Linked DNA regions of Mus musculus: all the other regions are linked to region 1. A link is a contact called in public Hi-C and promoter capture Hi-C data. All regions are on one chromosome and are shown on one strand. The core of a region is the stretch at or near the end of the contact, and the rest is flanking DNA. Distances in the headings are between cores, read along the strand shown.

Region 1 (4,335 bases), core at 1,000-3,499:
TATGTCTTGAGTATGTCCCCTAAGGGCTCCTCATTGGAAGCTCAAGGTTGGGGAGGTAATGGAATGTTTAAAAGAGGTGGGGTCTTCTGTAAGCTGATTGGGTCACTAAGGAGATGAATATGGGTCTATAAGATAATCGTCAGAGAGCCCAGCCCTTCCTTCTCTTTGGCTTCCTGTCTCACTATGTGAGTTTTCCCATTTACATGTCCTTTCCACGTGATAGCCACTGCCATGTTGCAATGTAGCCAGAGGTGCCACTCCAGGGCTGCCACTGTGTTGTTTAGGATTTCAGTTTTTAAAACTATGGCTAAATAAACCTGGTTTCTTTCTAAACTACCCATCCTTAGCTACTTTGTCACAATGCAAAACAAACTAATAAAAATGACTTGTCTACAGTGTCTCTCCCTCAGTGAAATACAGGCCTGGGGTATAGGGCACTGAAGCCAAAACTGCCTTTGTTTCAGACCTGGATGGTGCAACCTGTTAGACTCACTCCCCAGAAGCTGAGCAAAGAAAATTTAGGTTTTTTTTTTTCAAAAACGCTCCCTATGTAGACGACAAAAATAAAGCATTATTTTGGTCTAACAACTGGCTCTGATGGCTACTTCGCAAACATGGAAGGAGCAGGGTGAGACACAAAACTCAGCCTTGAAGCTTGGCTGAAAGCAGTTCCATTTAACAAGCTGGCCAGGCCCTTGGAGTCATGTTCAAAATGCTGTTTTTATTGTTTGTGCTTTTGCTTTTGTAATTAATTAATTGCCACTAATGCTTTTTTTGTTATTTTTTAATAATTAATTAGCAAGCACTGGGAGCAGGCAGCAACTTTTTCATAGATTGCATAAGCACGCAGAGATAAGAAATCGGCATCGTTGCTAGAGTGCGCATTCACGGATTACTGGGCTGCTCACACGAGAATTACACACTAATTCAACTACAATAAAAAATTACACTTGAAGAGCTTATTATATACTATTCCTTCCCCTTCTGAGGAATGTTTGAGCAGCAGCCTAGCACGGCTGCCATGGCAACTATAATGCAAAATTGGCAGTAACTTTATGAATTGCAAATTCCTCTAAGGGTGTTGGGGAATTTTTTTTTCTCCCTTCCATTTTTAACCATCTCATATGCATTATCCCAGCAATATGTTAAACAAGATTTGGGGGAACTCAGCAATTACTTGGAAACAGGCTGTGTTTTAGAGCCTCAAATTCCATTTTTCTAACGAAGGCACGTGTTCACAGGGAACCCCCAGTTTACCTGCTTTTAATGTTCCCTGTTTTTAACTGAGCTCTTAACATACTGATCACCCTCACCTTTTCTGAGGAGGGTCCAGGTATTCTAACAAATGGACTTGCTATATTCCTTCCCAACGTCTGCCCTAGCAGTTCTCTGAAAATGATGAAAGGGGACAGATAGTCTCAGTTTAAAACAAAAAGAAGAAAAACAATAATCTTACAACCGGCCTCCCCCCTCCAAGTAAATTCAGCTGTGATTCTACATTAAAACGGTCACTAAAAGAATGGTCAGTCCTTCTTGTTTTCCTCCCTCAATCCTATCACGCATGAAGAACATGACAACGGGAAGCAGGCAGCACCCAACATGGTTTGCCTGACTCGGGATTTAAACACTTGCAAAGGTAACCCAAACCATGCTGTTCTGCACGGCTAGTGGTCCTCCTCACTTAAGATGACTGGGATTGAGAGGGGAGTCACCCACCCACAGTATCATGTCACCTTCTACCTCTGATTTTTCTACCTCTGATATTTGCCTCGTTCATGTCACAAGTCTGTTGCAAAAATCACATGAGACAATGTGTTTGAATACTGCCATGTCTCATGAAAATATGACAACGCAGAATTCTGATTTTCAATTTTGATACAACTCTTAATAATTAAAAAAAAAAAGCATAAATGGCCTTTATTCTCTGAGTCTAGTACCAGGAAGAAAAGTGATAGTTTGCCAAAAAATAGTTCAGGTCTTGAGAAACCCTCTGAAATGAATGTAGGAACAAAAATATGAATGGAATCCTACTCTATGACAAAAGACATAAATGGTTGCCTCTCCAATTGGAGAGAACTGTCTGTTTGCAACGAGTGACACAGAAAATGACTTTGTGCAGCACATCTCTAAGAGAAGAGTCTTTCGGTGTCGTCTGTACAGGGCACACAGCAGCATTGTGAGAAGATGAGGAATCTGCTGATGCTCTCTGTTCTGTTCTGTTTCATAGCAACCCCCTATGGTCAGTAGAACACTAACTGTCTCCTACCATTAGACAATAGTCTTCAGAAAGGATGTGCCGCAGAACAGCTGATGGACATGAATTATTTTAGACGAGGTAACCAGAGGAATCCAAGAAGCCTTAAGAGACAGGCTCTTGCGTTGCCCTGAAGAATTTCTGGCCCTAGCTTCCTTCTTTCCTGTCTTCATTTAACCAACATTTACTGAAATTAGATTGTTTTCTGCCCCCAGAAAATAAAGGAAAGGAGCCCACAAGGTCTCATTCACAAAAACCTTTCCAACTGACTGGGAGCAGACTGCACAGCCCCCTCCTCACTCCAACAGGGTTATGAGACAGAAAAGACAAAGCACAGAGGGCAAAGGGGAGAATGGAGACGCATCCTGCAAAGTGGTCAATGAGTTGTGTGGTGCAGGAGCATCCTGCGTGATAAACAGATGGTAGGGACACCGCAGAGGAGAAAGCACTTAGAAAGTCCAGAGAGATGAAACCTGAATGCTGTTGAGGGGTCCGTAGATGGGGCACAAGAGGGTAAAGATAGAAGACCAAAGAACCTTTCCAAAGTGCATCCAGGTCCAATTTGACAGTCTGTGTATAGCAGAGAGGATGTATGTATATATATTAATAAGGAGAAAGGATGCTGTTATCAGACCCGGGTTTTAGGAAGGGCCCAGCAGGGATAGCAGATTCTTTCAAACAAGTCTAGTGGTCAGTCACATCATTCATGTGTCTCCTAGGACAGCCTGCTCTCTTCAGCACGGACCTGAAACCCAATTGCCCCCGCAGACTTGAGATGTTTGCTGCAGCTACAGAAAGGAAGTTAGAATCTGCTGTCCTCCACAACTTCCCGAAGAGCAAGGAAAACATTGGAAAACTGTCAGCCCGCTCTCAGAAGGTGAGCGCACAGATTGCAAAGCGTTTCCACCTCTCCAGCTTGGCAGTGATACAAAAATGCGGTCGGTTCCCTTCCCTCCAAGTAACTCACAGCAGATGCTGATGCCCTTAGCCTCTTCCCCAGCTACAGTTCCCAACATCATTTCCTTCCAGAGGTCAGGCATATGGAGCTCATTAAATTCTACACAGCAACATTCAAACCGTGTGAAACTTTTTGTTTGCAGTGCAATTTAATGTTGAGTTTGATTTAAGAGGAACTGCATATTCTTGGTCCTGGGATGGAAGCCTATTCATCCAGAAGTTTAAAGCCTGGTTTAGGATGATGGGTTGGAGAATTGCAGCTTATGTTGAGAATTTTTAAAGGTGGAAGCACGTCCTGTCTTAGAAATTATCTACTCCAGCTTCATCTTTCATAGAGTGGAAAAAACCAAGGTCTGGACCATTCACATGGTAGAGGTAGAGCCTACAAACTGGGTGTCCTCATCCTTGGCCCAACAGCACTGCTATCCTTGACTCCCCATAGATCAACATACAGAAAGAAAAGACAAACAACCTTTCTCATCCAAGGTAAAACTCACTTCAAAATGAAAATGGCCACCCATTTATAATGTGCTAGTTCTCTCATATTCTATTATAAAAATAAGAACATTAAGACTTTTTCTTGAAAACAACTGGCTTCTGATTGCTACAAGACTATAATATATATAATATGTGGAATGTAGTAGCTAGGAATTTAAATAACTTCCTCAGAGTTATGTGGCATAGTAAAGTGGGAGTCTTGGTGTCTTCACCTGTAAATGGGTAAGATGGTTCTCAGAGTTGGATGTTTTGTTTACTTAAACTTTAAGGGAAATGCTTAAAAATCAGTGGCTGTTGTATTTTGAAGGAGTGGGAGGGCTTCAGTCTGCTTAAACAGACTCATCAAATACTCTTCCAACTGCAGCCTAAAACCTCTGAACCCATGAGCAAAAATTAAACATTTGCTACTCTTGTACTCATTATCTCAGGTACTAGGTCATGAGGGAAAAGCTATCACACACACACACACAGAGCCTATGACTGAGTTTTATCAACTTCATTTACTAATATTAGCCCTCCAGTGCATCGAATCACTTGTTTAAAATGAAACCCAATTGTGAAACCACTTTCCCACCACTGAGGATTCTTACAGACTTGGTTTCTTGAAGAGAAGTGGAGATGCTTTC
Region 2 (4,335 bases), core at 1,262-3,761, 230 kb before region 1:
TATCCAGGGCAGTCAGTCTGACAACAGAGACAGCTCCCAGTTGGCTAATGGATAGGTAACACACACAAACACACACACACACACACACACACACACACACACACACACACCTTTAGGTGTGCTGAACCATGGTGTATTCAGGTAGGAAGAGGCCAGACAGTAGGAAACTTCATCACAACCACAATTCAAAAATTGCTTATTTCTAGAACTTCCCACTTAATATTTTCAGACCATGATTGACAGCTAGTACCTAAAGCTACAGGAAAGAGAAACCTCAGGTAAGTGGGGGTGGATAAAGTCTACTTAGCCATGGTCTCTGCTTTCCTGGGGATTGTTAGCTACTCCTTGGCCTCTATGCAGTTGCTTCTGTTTTTCTGCCTTCCTCATCTCTTTCCTCTCTCCTTGCTTCTCATTGTAATACCTATTTAAATGTCCTGATCAGGTGTTTTAACTACATCCCTCTATATCCATGAGAACTCCACACACTAAAGACTACTTTCCCATTTAACTCACATTATTGTTTTGGGGTATTGTCTCTCTCTTCTCACCTCTTCCTCCTTTCTTTTCTCCTGCCCTTTTCCCAGATAGATTTGAACTTCCTTGAAAGTAAGGATATACTGATTTGCCTCACTTTTTTTTCATTAAGTTTCCCCAAATAGCTAATATACCAAGGGGCAGGTGGGAGGGGGTTCATATAATAAATGTTGACTCAAACTGAAATGTTTAGAGCTTAAGTTTGTTGAAGTAAGTTTGCCCACTTGCGGGATGTATTCTTGGTTGCTGTCCTGGTTGTCATATATAGTCAGTGTGTCCCAGGAAGCTGAATTTTAAAAGTACTTTTAGTCTTGGACATTGCCTTCTGTTCTACTGCCTTCGGCATATCAAATCTCGTCCCACGAAGTAGCTGTGAGGGTCCATTAGCAAAGGCAGCCCAGTTACAAGGATTTTTAAAGCAAGGGGTAAGTATGTACAGTCCAGGCAGGCTGGATGGGGCTCAAGCAATCATTAATTCCTCTAAGATGGTTCTGATGAGGCAGCTCATAGTAGCTGTGGACTCTGGGGAAAGTCCCGGTCCTCAGCTTTTGTGGATGGAGAAAGTTTATTTTGTTTGTTTTTGTTTGTTTTGATTTGATTTGATTTCCTCATTCCTCTTTTGGGTTAGGGAAGGAGTGTCTGGGAATCACTGGGGTGGAGGGTGGGGGAGGTGAGTGTAATTCTCAGCCTGCAGGGTCTGAGATCACAGCTCTGGCCAGGCACCCTCCAACCTGCTTAGATGAAGAGGGTTTTCACAGCAGTGGGCGGTGCCATAGATAGCGTGGTTGCTAAGGATGTCATTATCACTCTGATTGCAGGAACCGGTGAGTTAATTGGCATGACCTCATTCAGGCCCTCCGGGGCCTACCTGTTCACAAATTATACAGGAGACAAAAAGTTGATCTTTTTATAGTGTCAGGAGGCAGCACCTGTTAACATTTAACAGAAGGTTTGAGAGAAGCTGGGGTACACAGTATTTATCTACCTGTTATCTTCCTCTCACCCCGAATGGCTTCCTCCTCACTGAATAGTCTTGAGACTTATCTTTCTAAAGCTTCCTTCTTGGTTGTTTCCTTTGTTTCCTGTAGAGGAAGTGAGATTTTTTTCCTGGTGGGAAAATCAGCCATTAAACTGAGGAAGGCTTGAGGAAATGAACTGAAATGTCTTGAAGGAAGAAAAATAGCACTATGAAGATGAAAAGGAACCGGGGATAATGGAGATTGATCGCTCGATCTATCTATGGCCTCAAATAAAACTGATCGGATTTAGCACGTTAGGTTATAGTTAAAAAGCTTCGTTGTTTCGGTTGGGGTAATACAGTTTCAGATTTTCACGGGAAGCCATTTATTTATTTTTGCATTTGTGAGTCATTTAGTCATTCCCTTGTGAGTGAGAATACATTTATTTCCCTGCTCCCTGCTGTTAGGCGTTCTATTAATACCACACTAGTTGAAATAAATGGAGCAGGAGAAACTGTTTGGTGGTGAATTTGTTTTTCAAAAAAATTTTTTTTGAACTGCTATTTTGGTAAGTTGGCTTTCCAACCCCTCCTGTGGTTTAAAGAGTGGTAACTTCTCACCCTTTCGCTTCCCCGACTCATGGTAGTGTGTGTGTGTGTGTGTGTGTGTGTGTTCCCTGCTCCTGTTCCAATATTGACAGCATCAAGGCCGTGGGAAGCCTTACAACCCAAGATGCGCATGCAGGAGAACCAGCCTGTGCTAAAATACCCCACCAAGCAGCAGGACTGTCAGAAATTTCAAACAAACGGACAGTTTTCTGGAGCGCAAGTTCTCATGCCTCTCTTTTGAACTCTGCCCCAAAGGAAACTCCAGCTTAATAACCAGGGGTTGGTTCTCCAGGTTAGAGGGAAGCGGCAAGGGTCGTGTTTCCCAGAGTCCACATGGGAGATTTTCAAATCACAGCGACTGTGCTCAGACACAATGCCCTTTGCTCGCGAGCCATGGCAGCACAGCTGAGCAAGATATAATGTGCTTGTTGTTCTGGACGGCTAATTACCATCAGTAATTGTTTGGGGCACTGAACACAGTGTGGGATAAAGACAGTTTTTTATAATTTTTTTTCAGGGAGGAGGGTCGATTCCACTCTCAGTCTTGAACCACATCAGCCCATTAGGCTGATTTGCCAGGTTGCCTCTGAGGACAGGTTCAGAAAAGCCCGTGGTGGGCCCCAGAAAAGCCCGTGGTGGACCCCAGAAAAGCCCGTTGTGGACCCCAGAAAAGACCGTGAACCACACACTGTTTCTGTCTGGCGAAGGTCAGGCAAACCCTGGAATTACTCACAGGGCTTTCACATCCCTGACTGCTCTGATGAGGATGGGGGAGGGGACAAGAGGGAGTAGTAGAAAGTGTCCATCTCCGGCCAGGGGGAGGGGTAAGGGGCTGGACAAGAGCACTCTGTTCTATTTGCTCCTTTCCCAGAAACCTTGAGAAGTGACAAAGAAAGAAAGAAAAGGCAAGCGAGGGACACATGTTCTCTCTCTCTCTCCCTCGCCTTTCTTCCTCTCTCTCTTCACTGCTTGCAATGGAGAGTCAATAACAGCAAAGATAATTTATGTTTAGGCTTAAACACCAACCCCAGAAGGTAATGTAGGGAGTGAAGGCAGAATGAAGATGATCCTCTGCATATAAGTATTTGGCTTCCTTTAAGGTTTTAAATTATGTACATCCAAGCTTGTATAAAGTGACCTCACCTGAAATTGACAGACAAAGATGCCGAGGCTCAGAAAAACAGTGTGAGTTCTCCAAGATGCAGGGCACACACTCAGGGGTGCTGAGACTAAATCGGAGATCTCCCATCACATGGAAGCTGATGTGTTCCTGAGACCACATGGTGCTTGCTGTACAGATCAGGATAGCATGCTAGGAGAAGGGTTGCAGCCAGGAGCCTGTGTGGCCTCCGGTTGGCCTTTCATCTTGGCTAGGATGGTGAGCTTGCTGATTTCTTTCACTTGTTTTATGAAACCAATAAAGTCAAGTGAGGCAAATGCTTTCCTGGCAAATCTGGGTGTGTTCTAATTGGCTTGTAGACGGACTTCCCGGCATTGCTAGGGAGTAATCCACCCACCCTAACCCCCTGAAGCTTACCTGCGAGGCATAAACAGGAACAGGGGTTAAGGCCTAGCTTACTAAAGGCACTTTCTTGGGGTAGGGGGATGGGGACGTTTTTGCCATTCATTTTCTACCTACATCCTTAAAATTTTCATCAAAGTTCCTAGACCTCTCAGGGCAGGCTCCTTTACAGGTGAGCTGCTCACTCCACTGGGAGGCTGGTTCTAATGTCCCCTTGTCCCAGCCCCTCTCAAGATTGGTTAATGGAATTGAATCAAAGCTCCTGAAACTTCATTCGCAAGGCCACCATGACTGTGCTTTATGCCAGGGACAATGAGGGTAGTATTGACTGGCTACAACTCTCACAAGCAAATGTCACAAAGTAACGTTGGAAGGAGTGTGCTCCGTCTAACGCCAATGTGCTGTAGGAACCAAAATTAACTAAAAAAGGGGGAAGACACAATAGAAGAGTTTTATTTCTTATTGTGCAAGGATTGGTCTTTGACTTAGAGTCAAATCATAGCATGTGCAGGTTTTGAATCTTGACCAATTTATTTAACCTCTTTGCTGCCTTAGCTCTTTCACATTTATAAAGAAAGGATATGATGAATCCTAACTTGAAAATTTATTGTGAGGGCTCCGTCATGTTATTTGTACGGTACACATTTGCAAAGTATGAAATATAATTAGTACTTAGCTAATGTTAGCTGAACAGCCTTCTTTCCCACACTTA
Region 3 (4,335 bases), core at 1,283-3,782, 150 kb before region 1:
AACCTCTTATGAAGAAGGCATGTGTATAAAAGCCTAATTTGGGATAGAAAAGGCAAGGGCTTGTACACTGAGCTTTGAATTCTTCCTAGAGAGCCTCTGGGTTGTGCGAAGTCTGCTGGGGCAGATTCGGCCAGCACAGTCGGGCTCAGCCTCTGCACTCACCTTCACGTAGTGCATGGGCCAGGTCTCACAGGTCATTCCCAGGAAATGCTGCGTCAGCACTCCTGCATGCTTCTCGCTGACCTGGCTTATCCACTGATAGATCTGAAACAACCCAAAGGACAGAGCTGTCACTAGGCAGATTGCTTGATTGCCCCCAATTGAGATAGCTGCTTTTTTCCACTAAGACTCTGCTCTAGACTGCAGAAGGCTTTTGGACAAACAAAACAGAAAAAACAAAGCAATGGCATATTGCCTCCTCCCTCTCACTTCCTTTCAAGACCTCCTGGGGTACTGACTCTTAGGACACCCCCACTGACCTTTGCAAACGAGCAGTTGAGAATGAACAGTTTTGATAATCTACCAGTGACATGTCAGAAACTGCACTGTGCATGTCTTGCACACAGCCATCAGAATTAACCCTCATGTTTCACACAGTTGTGGTTTTAGGCCAGGCTTGTTTTGCGGGATTCTCTTAGCAGCCAAAGAGCCCTGGTTGGACATTCTCTGTGTCCTAACAGTTCATTTGACTTGATCCCTACCTAGTATAGCAATGTAGGGTATACAAAGCCTGGAAGAGGCATGTGTAGTGGTGGTGGGTCCTTAGGTCATTTAGATTCCTGTATCACAAGTAATATTGGTTCTACTGGAGTGACTATTCTTGAGAGCGAAATAGGGTAAGGTTTTAAGCCTGGCCCCTGCAGTTCCCTTTGGCTTCCTGATTGATGATGTCATTGCCATTCACCAGGAGATGACGTAGCTGAGGTGGATGGTCCTCACCAGAGGCTGACACATACTGTTTGGACTTTCAGCTTCCCACACTACGAGTTAGTTAAACCCCCTTTCTTTATATAGTTCACCTGCTTAGGATATTTCATTACAGTAACGAGAAGGAGACTAGTACACCAAAGCATCCATTGTTAATGTTATAAGATTAGTTAACACCCATGTATGCCCTTCCCAGAATATGCTTACTGAAGTTTCTAAGTCAAGCACATGATAATAATTTTGATTTAACTTAATAGACCTGAGTAGATGCTGATTTAATTATAAATCATATTTATCAGTCTTTGAAGGGATATTATACTGTGACCAATAAATCCATAACTTGGGTTCCACAAGAGGAAATGTAGTGAAAAAAACTAAGACATATTCAGGTAGCCAACGACATCTCTCAGGCCTCAAGACACCTGAATTTCTATGTAGTTGTTGAATTGCAGGAAATAACAGTTACTTGGAGAAAAAAAATTATTTTTAAAATTTGAGTCTGAATTGACATGCAGACTATGCAGAAAAGTTGTTAATACCATAGTAAATACTTAACAAAAGACAATTTCAATGACATAGGTAACATAAACACCTGTGATGCAGATAGCTTAAGTCTAAATAAAGCTATAAATAGCAGCACCTGGAAGAGGCAGGGGTATATTCACTTATTGACTAATCAGTGATAATGCAGCCAACCTTATCATTACCATAGTAGGAGGGGGGAGGAGGGGAGGAGGAGGAAGAGGAGGAGGGGGGGAGAAGGGGAAGAAGGGAGAGGGGAAGAGGAGGAGGAAGAGGAGGAGGAGAAGGAGGAGGAGGAGCTAAATGGCTACATCAAGGTCACATGGTCAGCGAATATCCAAGCCAGGTGTGCTCCTACATGGAAACAGGCTGCCTGCATTACTGTCTGCCACTGTGATAACAATCCTCTGACAAATGCAGTTTGAAGGATAAAGGACTAAGTTCAGCTCACAGTCTGAAAGTACATTCTATTGTGATGGAGAAGTACTGAAGGTTGGAACTTGGTATCTGGCTACATTGTGTCCAGAATCAGGAAGAAGAGGGTGATGAAAGTGTGCGCTTAGCTAGATCCTGTTCCCTGCAGTCTGGTACCCAAGTGTTCCTTTAAAGTGGAGCCTCCCACCTTAATAACCCAATCAAGACAGTCCCTCACAGGCATGCCCAGAGACAAACCTAATTTAAATAACCCCTTACAGGTGATGCAGCTCTTGTCAAATTGTCAACATTGACCATTACAGCAGATCCTCAGGGGTCCCCTGACATCATCTTCAAAGCCAGGGAGCCAACAGTTCTTTGAGGTTAACTTTTACAGAGGAAGGAAGGCTCAAATTCTTCCTGGCATTCTGAAAAAAAAAATTCTGGAAAAATGATACTCTATCCTCAAGTGTGGAGAGTACAAATTGGTAACGCCTATTTTCAAGGCAATTTGTCCATTTATCTACGACATTTAGATGTGTATCTCCTTGAACGTAGCCACTCTAGTTTTAGAAGTTTACACCTTAAAAAACCCGAGTGTGGTATCTGGTATCACACAGACTTACACACAAGAGCTATTTTTTCACTACCTACTTTTGGAAGCCACTGAGCATCTTCATCGCATTATAAATGCTTCTCTGCAAAAGGCTTTTCCCTCAGAGAGCTACTGCTGAGCCCACGAATCCAGCAAGAAAAAAAAAACCCTACATTTTCAGCCAAACACAACTCCTTGTGCCTCACACTCACACAACCATCAACCCTGTGCTTCTCAAACCTTCCTAAGGATAAGACAAAGCCATAGAAGTGTTAATTACGGTCCCAGTTCACAGGAGGCTCATGAGGCTGCCCCCTTCCCCCTTCTTTGTGCTATTAATTTGTCTTTTTATTTCACATTACCAGCTTCTGTAGCTTCCATGGTGGTGCTAATGGTGGAGGAGGTGTTCGGAAGCTCCTTCAACTTAGCAAGCCTTCACCTCACAGTCTGAGCCAATCTGCTTTGTGAGTATTAACATTAACAGTACGCCATCCCTGGTATATCCTAAAACAGGCTGTGACCACCAGCAACACCATCCTTCATACTGTGTGTCCTAACTCAGCTCCCCATGGGATGGTATCTGTCATGGGAATAGGTCTCTAGGCTCCTCTGTGGACTGACAAGCTCTTGTCTGTGCTGTGCTGGGGGATCTGGAATGGAAAGAAAGACATAAAATAGTGAAGGCATCAGGACATCCTGAAGAATAGAAGGATGATTTAACGGGTCACAAAAGGGATGGAGAGATGGCTATAAGGTTAGAAGTATTTAATTCTCTTGCAAAAGACCAGAATTCAGTTGCCAGCACTCATGTCAGATAGCTCAGAGTTTCCTTGTAACTCCACTGCTAGACAATGTGATACCCTCTTCTGGTTTCCCTGAGCACTTCACACACACACACACACACACACACACACACACACACAACACAGTTAAAATATAAATAAAATTTCAAAGGTCATAGAAGGCAGTGCACACAGGATTTGAAGTCCCAAAGCCAGTTTTGAAATAACTCTGTGGTTTACCTACTATGATACTGTGGGAAAGTATTTAGCCACTGGGAGATGTGATTTCTTTGTCTACAGAATGAAGGCAATCATGTCAGCCTAGCAGGGAGGCTAGAATAACTCAATAAGGCACTGTAGATAAAAGTGCGTGTAAGTTTGTAAAAGATGTAATAGCTAGGATTTATTGAGCTGAAACTTTTTACGAGACAGACACTATTCTACGTAATTTAAATCTCATTTACTCCCCTCTAAAATGTTGAGACAGAATTCTCTTTATCTCTATTTCAGAGATGAAGAAACCAGATCACAGGGAAAGTGTTATTAGAACTGAACCCTGGCAAGCTGCCTGAAGAGACTCTAATATTAACCACAACTGTAATCGCCTGGTGAGAACTAATCCCTGTGCGGCAGATGCAAACAATGACAACACATTGAGACATCATCACCCCGAGTCATGTAGGATTCATTCCTAGTGATGTATAGTCTATGGAATTTGACAGACAGTTGATGGTCCATATAAGCCAGTCTAGTATTAATTTTAGTGGCCTAACTGACCTCTGGGCTCTGCTCATCCGTTCTTCCATTTTCAAACCCATGGTAACAACCACCCAATCTGCGTAGTCCTACCTTTTCCAGAGTATTATATAGCTGTGGTCACACTGTACAGCCTTTTCAGGTTGGCGTCTTTCACTTATTAATAAATGTCTTGGGTTTTTTTTTCTATGATGAGCTATTGTGACCAAGGCAACTTTTAAAAGAAAACATTTAATTGGGCACCTACTTACAGTTTCAGAGGGCGAGTCCATGACCATTATGGAAGCAAGCAGGCAGGCATGGTGCTGAGCAGTAACTGAGAGCTTACATGTTTAGACA

Evidence for each region. Promoter capture Hi-C pulls out the DNA fragments that hold promoters and counts their contacts. Hi-C and Micro-C count contacts between places; a contact is called where the count stands out from the background.
Region 2: a contact with region 1 is called in a promoter capture Hi-C map of hippocampal neurons, with 5 times the contacts expected there. The contact joins the enhancer-like site here to the promoter of 4933402D24Rik in region 1. A contact is called at or near these places in 4 of 39 promoter capture datasets (the 3T3-L1 cell line, hippocampal neurons and liver), 1 of 15 datasets of contacts at CTCF or cohesin (pro-B cells), 5 of 484 Hi-C or Micro-C datasets (brain, cerebral cortex, cortical neurons and 1 more) and 5 of 115 datasets of contacts at active chromatin or transcription factors (the NIH/3T3 cell line, cardiomyocytes, differentiating embryonic stem cells and 2 more).
Region 3: a Hi-C map of cortical neurons shows a contact between it and region 1. The contact joins the enhancer-like site here to the promoter of 4933402D24Rik in region 1. A contact is called at or near these places in 5 of 39 promoter capture datasets (the 3T3-L1 cell line, hematopoietic stem and progenitor cells, hippocampal neurons and 1 more), 6 of 484 Hi-C or Micro-C datasets (cortical neurons, cumulus cells, granulosa cells and 3 more), 5 of 115 datasets of contacts at active chromatin or transcription factors (astrocytes, differentiating embryonic stem cells, pancreatic cancer cells and 2 more) and 2 of 9 other capture datasets (adipose tissue and macrophages).

Annotation. Positions count from the first base shown.
Region 1 is chr1:63,767,181-63,771,515 of GRCm38.p6, reverse strand. 4933402D24Rik (RIKEN cDNA 4933402D24 gene) reads left to right here and starts at 2,249. Exons shown (of 3, transcript NM_001256158.1): 1 at 2,249-2,335; 2 at 2,974-3,131. The coding sequence starts at 2,311.
Region 2 is chr1:63,992,992-63,997,326 of GRCm38.p6, reverse strand. No RefSeq gene overlaps it. Among named protein-coding and RNA genes, the nearest start is that of Gm13749, 30 kb to the right of the region's middle. RefSeq lists an enhancer at 755-4,033. Within about 2 kb of position 2,511, at least 114 of the 459 cell types and tissues checked have an H3K27ac peak or open chromatin away from gene starts, as enhancers often do. A contact at or near this core is called in brain, cerebral cortex, cortical neurons and 3 more, where this site is marked.
Region 3 is chr1:63,916,613-63,920,947 of GRCm38.p6, reverse strand. It overlaps the pseudogene Gm13754. Among named protein-coding and RNA genes, the nearest start is that of Gm13749, 46 kb to the left of the region's middle. Within about 2 kb of position 2,532, at least 9 of the 459 cell types and tissues checked have an H3K27ac peak or open chromatin away from gene starts, as enhancers often do. A contact at or near this core is called in cortical neurons, where this site is marked.